2 separate regions of the Gossypium hirsutum genome follow, and region 1 is linked to region 2. A link is a contact called in public Hi-C data. All regions are on one chromosome and are shown on one strand. The core of a region is the stretch at or near the end of the contact, and the rest is flanking DNA. Distances in the headings are between cores, read along the strand shown.

Evidence for each region. A called contact is a pair of places that touch in the nucleus more often than the background predicts.
Region 1: a contact with region 2 is called in a Hi-C map of leaf, with 2.6 times the contacts expected there. The contact joins the enhancer-like site here to the promoter of LOC107922232 in region 2. A contact is called at or near these places in 4 of 34 Hi-C or Micro-C datasets (callus and leaf).

What each region holds. Positions count from the first base shown.
Region 1 is chrD01:34,034,124-34,037,269 of Gossypium_hirsutum_v2.1, reverse strand. It overlaps LOC107922560 (sulfite exporter TauE/SafE family protein 4), which reads left to right. Exons shown (of 11, transcript XM_016852650.2): 10 at 140-233; 11 at 605-943. The coding sequence ends at 687. Among protein-coding and RNA genes, the nearest start is that of LOC107922560, 4.0 kb to the left of the region's middle. Within about 2 kb of position 1,854, at least 2 of the 9 cell types and tissues checked have an H3K27ac peak or open chromatin away from gene starts, as enhancers often do. A contact at or near this core is called in leaf, where this site is marked.
Region 2 is chrD01:33,808,908-33,812,120 of Gossypium_hirsutum_v2.1, reverse strand. It overlaps LOC107922232 (serine/threonine-protein kinase CTR1), which reads left to right and starts at 1,935. Exons shown (of 16, transcript XM_016852149.2): 1 at 1,935-2,751. The coding sequence starts at 2,128. LOC107921237 (a long non-coding RNA gene) reads left to right here and starts at 409. Exons shown (of 2, transcript XR_001690990.2): 1 at 409-862; 2 at 1,196-1,433.

The DNA.
Region 1 (3,146 bases), core at 605-3,104, 230 kb before region 2:
GTTTGAGTAGTTTTGGAGATGGATAAATTTTAATTGTTTATTTTTAATGTCAAATCAAAATTTGTCAAATTTGAATTCCAGTTTGAATGAAGATGGTTTTTCTGAAACTAAAGCCTGTTGTACTTTGTAATCTAAACAGGTGGCTAGTGCAACAGCAACATTCGTAATGATGTTCTCTTCATCCTTATCCGTTGTTGAATTCTATTTGCTTAAGAGGTTCCCAATGCCCTATGGTAAGTCATATGGTTATTATCGCTTTACATTTCTTCGAATTTTATTATAAACGTGATAAAAAAATCCAACTTTTTTTAAAATAAACTATTTTTCAGCTTTGTACTTGATGGGAGTATCTATTTTGGCTGGTTTCTGGGGACAGTATTTCGTGAGAAAACTAATAACAATCCTTAGGAGAGCTTCACTTATAGTGTTCATCCTATCTGGTGTCATCTTTGCAAGTGCTCTCACCATGGGTATAAATTCATTAAAGCTCGATTCTGCATTCTTAAATTTTAGCATTACAGAAGGACTAAGTTAATAATTATACTTTTTTTTCCTTTTAGTTGTTGGAAATTGATAATTGTTTTTATTCATGTGTATTAAACAGGAGTCATAGGCATTGAGAGAAGCATTCGAATGATTCACAACCATGAGTTCATGGGGTTTTTAGATTTTTGCAGCAGTCAATGATCGTTGACTAAGTAAGGATGTTGTTGGTCATCACCTTGTTGACCAATCCCAACATATTCAATGTCTCGTAAGAATAAAGAATTCCATCAAATGTGTGGTTGTGGAATGTGACTGTTAGCTTCTGGCTAACACCCCATTCTTCATTTATCTTCTGTTTAATTGCATATTTATTATTCAAGTTTCCTGGTTTTGGAAATCAAATAAACATATTCAAAACCTCATAATTACAATATATAGACTTGTAGCTTGAATTCAATGGACTCCATTCAATATTGTAGTTTGGTTAGGGATACTTGAATCCGCTTTATTTCTAACTTTATTTAATACTTTTAACTCCTATTTCATTGATTTCTAGGTAATGTTGTATATTATATTAACTCTTACAAAATTAAACTACTATGTTGAGCTATAAAATCTTTAAGCTAAGAATAAATTATAGAAATGTTCACTAAATTATGGTTAATATTATGTTTCGATTATTCAACTTTTAAAAATTATGTAATAATCATCAACATTATAGATTGTTGGATTTTAGTCACTCATTAACTTTTGTTACCTTTTTAACAAATTGAGACTAATCCGCCCATATATACTTGAATCACTTTGTTTTTTGGTTGAGGAACTGCACAAGCCAACTACACATAAAGCATTGCCACAAGTTCCTCAATGTTTTTGTACCTCAAAAGCTCTTGATTGAACACTTCGGCTCTTCCTTAATAATGATTATGGGACTCATTTTAGAAGACCAACAAATTATTCTTCTTCACTGACTTGAAGCTATGTCAACTAAGGGTTCTACAACAGAGCTCACCTCGTAAGAACTGTTTGAAACTAACGTGGCCCATATGATAAAATTAAATTAATCAAGATAGTTTATGAGTGGTAACCAAGAAGCAGGACGAAGAGAAAAAAACATGCGTCTCTCGTTGACCATCTTCATACGCACTTGTCCAACCTCTATTACCTTTAATGGTTCACGGGCAATTTATAGCCTAAAGACCTATGTTAGAAGACTAATTAAACTGCTACCATCACAAACATTTTGTCATAATCAATAACTTAAAGACTAATTCAGCGACTGATTTCATGGCAAAGAAGGCTAGAGATACTGACCTTGCCTGACGATTTGTGAGCAACCGCCAGATGATGTTTGTGCTATACTACTCCAAGATATGTCTGATAGTCTACTATCTATTTATGAGTGTTAATCTCTTTAGGCCCCACGAGATCCTCCACCCATGGCTCATTAATTAAAAGCATACAAAGGACTTTACAAGATGTAAAGGATAAAAGTAGCCATTCATGGAATCCATTTTTTAAAGCAATGTGTGTGTAAATGTCACACCCAGATTCGTTAAGTCTAGGGTTGTAAGGGGGATTCATGGATTTAATTGAAAAGTTTTTAAATCTAGCGAGTTCTTTTTGTAAATAAACGCTTTTAGCAGACTCATTATTCTCCAAGAATAATTCTTTTATTTTTTTGTACTTCTTTTCTCTGGTTTTCCATGAAAGAGAGAAATATAAAGGAACATTTGTGCATGAAGGGGAAAGATTGAGGTTTAAGTATTAGAAATTGGAAATCTTGCACGCTGGAGGCTCGTATAGTAAGGGAGGAGCGTAGTAAGATGGATTTGGCGACAACTTCCAAGTGAGTTCTCGGGCTTAGATCTTAAATGGGTGTATCCTGTTTCATTAATATACTAAAAATGTTTAAATTAGTGTTTTACTTATGGGGAATCAACTTGTGGCGAATTGTTGATGTATTGTGTGTGCATGTGGTATTGAATGCAATTATAGTTTGGTTGAGTCTGATCATGATTGAATAGATAGAGAAGTTTGGCCTAATGTATGTTGTTTAATAAGATTAAATTACAAGGCTATGAGTAAATATGGTTATGATGCGTAAATGGTATGATTAGCGTACTATTTGTCACATGATAGACAATATATGTTGGTTGAATGTTTGCATATCTATGCATGATATGTATGTGGCTTTGAGGGAGGTTCAGTTGGATTGAGCCAGGAAAGGAGATTAAATGATACGAAGACTCAATGCGTACCCGTGTATGAGAACCCTTCATGGGACGATTGAGAGCCCCTTGTGTTGGACGTATGAAAGCCCTTTATGGGATGAATGGAAGTCCATGGCCATGGCATTACTATAAATATGGAAGCCCGTTAGGACAATCGTAAATCTGGAAGTCTATTAGGACAATCTTAAATGTGAAAATCCATTAGGACGATCTTAAATGTGGTAGTCCGTCAGGACGATCTTAAATGTGGAAGCCTATCAAGATGATCTTAATGTGGAAAGTTCACCAAGGCTATCTTAATGTGGAAAACCCATCAAGACTATCTCTTGTGGAAGTCCATAAAGACTATCTAACATGGGAAAAGTTTGCCAAGACTATCGTTGTGAGGGCATTTCATCGGAACTATCTTTTAAATATGAATGCACA
Region 2 (3,213 bases), core at 686-3,185:
TATGCATATATTAAGATACGTATATATAAATATACAGATATATAAAACATGAATGACATGTACAAAACAAAAAAAACTTATAATAATTTCTAAAAAATATGTATATATTATAAAAAATGCACATATACATGCATGGATTTTAAAATATGGAAAATGCACATTTATTATAAAATGTAAATGTATATATATGTATATAAAAGTTATGAAAATAAAATAAACATATATGTATATAATATATACATGTATTTATAAAGTCTAAAAAATATATGCATATACATTAAAAAAATATGCGTGTATATATACAGAAACTTGGAATAAAAATGTGATAATAATAATTATAATAATAGTTTAAAAAATAATAATAATATTATTAGTGTAAAAACAGAAGGACTAATTTGTAATCAAAACAGAAATTTAAAGGCGAATTCGAAATAAACATAAATGCGTGACCCCAATTGAACACACACACAACAGATGGGGACCAAAAGGGAAATTAATCCATACACCCCAAAACGCTACGCAGCATTGGACCAAAATAAAACAAATTCAATGTTCCAGGGAAAAATTTGAAAACAGAAAAATCAGTGGTTTTGAAATGATGAAAACGTGAGAGGATTAAAAGCATAAATAACCCATTAGTGCCTAAAACACGCGGATCTGATCGGGTTTTGGGTCGGGTCACACGGTTTTCGGGTTACTTATACGACGCTGTTTTATATGCTGCATAAAAGCCATCTAAAACTTAAAAAAAAACCCTAAGCTATTCTCTTCTTGCGTGCGCCGCTTCTCCCAAAACCCCTTCTACTCCTTCATTCTGCTCTCTGCACAGAACCAGGAAGAACTTCGCAAGCACGCCCTCCAGGTATGGTTCTTCCTGTTCTTTTCTATTTGTTTAGTGTGGAAGAAAGAAAGAAGAGAAGACAAAAAACAAGAAAAGTGGTAAGATGCAACGAAAAAACAAAACAAAGAAAAGTTAATCACCTTCCCCAAAAATCCCCCTTCGATCCTTTGCTTTTTATTTCTTTTCAATCGTTTTCTAGATATAAAAAAATGTCACCTTTTTACAAAAAAACAATTGGCTTTATATAGCCGAAAAAATAGAAAAAAGCCATTCTCTAAAAACTGTCCTCCCTTTTTACATTTTCATTGTATTTTTCTACTATTGTTCGTGGCCGAGGTTTGTTGTCTGCTGCAGGAAGAACGTGCTGGAGCGCGGGACAACGTGTGTGACGTGCAAGGGCGACGTGCGGGAGCAGCTGCGGCGATCTGCTGCTTAGGGTTTCTGTGACTTCAGGCCAATTGGGCCTTGTAATTGGGTTGGGATTGGCCCAAGTTTTATTGGGTTTGATTGTATTTAATTTGGGCTGTGTAAATGATTTTGGGCCCCGGGCAATAATTTTGTATTACAATTAAAAATGAATTTTTATTTTTTATTTGTATTTTCAAAAACTAAATTAAGATTAAGTTTTGTCAAAGAATTACGTAGGTTTTTATAGGAAACTATTTGAGTTTTTGTAGAAAAAAACTTGAGTTTTAAAATAAAACTTGCATTTCTTATTTATAGTTAAGTAACGCAATTTTTAGTAATTTTTTTAAAATAATAAAAGAAATTAAAAAAATATCTAGTTGATTTGGATATTGTTATCCAGAGGACATGTATTTGAATGTGTTGAAATTTATTATTGAGTTAAGAAGAGAATATAAACAATTATAAGTATTGTGTCAACAAAATAGATATAATCAAAATTTATATTGAGATTATCAAATAATTATTATTTTTTTTAAAAAATAAAGAATGATTAAAATGAATTTCAGTTAATTAAATTAACAACAAGCGATTAAAGCAAGAAAACAATTTAATAATATTATTTAAAATTTTTACTAAATTTTAGTGATTAATTATATAGTTTATTCGAGAATAAAAAACAAACGATTAGGCCACCGAATAAAAATGGTATCTTTTCCCTTTTTTTTTCTTTCTCTCTCCGATAATCGAATTCTAGAAAGAGGGAAAACAAGAAATTAGTAAAAAGAGTTCAGGAAAAAAAACTAGAAAGGCTTGAAATATTCAACAATGGCGGTTCCTAGGGTTTCTAGGGTTTTGTGATCAATTCCTTTAGAGTATCAATGGAAATGCCCGGACGAAGATCTAATTACTCTCTCCTTAGCCAGTATCCCGACGACCAGTACACCGTGTCCATATCAGGAGCTCCGCCTCCCTATTGCGATTCACTTTCAAGCGAAGCCACCAGTAATAAGAACAAAGTGAAATCAGAGAGAGGTTTAACTGATTGGGATCAGAGTCTCAGTCAGAACCAAAACCAGAACCAGCTACAAGTAAATCGAATCTGTGGCGGCGGCGGGGGAGGGAATACTTTTGCTTCGTCGATCAGTCTTCAACGGCAATCGAGTGGAAGTAGCTTTGGTGAGAGCTCTTTATCGGGAGATTATTATGTGCCGACCTTTTCTACGACGGCCGCCAACGAGATTGATGGGTTCGTTTATGGTCACGACGGGAGCTGTGAGCATGTGGATTTAAGAACGAAAATTGGGGGTTCGTCCTCTGGAAAAAGCTGGGCGCAGCAAACGGAGGAGAGTTATCAATTGCAGTTGGCGTTGGCTTTGAGGCTTTCTTCGGAAGCTACCTGTGCTGATGACCCGAATTTTCTGGGTCCGGATTCGGATGATTCTGCTATTCGGGGAACTAGCTCTAGCTCCGCCTCAGCTGAGATAGTTTCCCACCGGTTCTGGGTATATTTCTAGTGATTTCTTTGTTCATTTCACTATTAGCTTGTTTAAATTAACTTAAATGAACAGTAAGGCTAGGAGATTGAAGGAATATGCATAGGCAAATATAACGGTCGTGATAGTGAATGGATTTACTTTTTAGATGATTCCAAATATCTGTTACGAGATGAACTGGATTGTGTGAGTGAACTCTTACATTTTGTTGTGAACTCTGAATGATTCAAAGGATAGGATGTGACAAGTTGGTTGGTCAAGAGTAGTTTTTTATTGGTTCGGGTTTAGAAAAATCTTGTCGATTTATGGCAATATTATTTTTACATTTGGATCTAGTATGCATGAGTTGGCAATCAGAATCTATATGGATAAAATTTATAGTGGGATCTCAAAAAGCAAGCAATTTCTACTGGGCCTTTATCCTTTTTTGGTTCAATAGGGTTTTTATTAGTTCAAACTTCTAGTTATCTT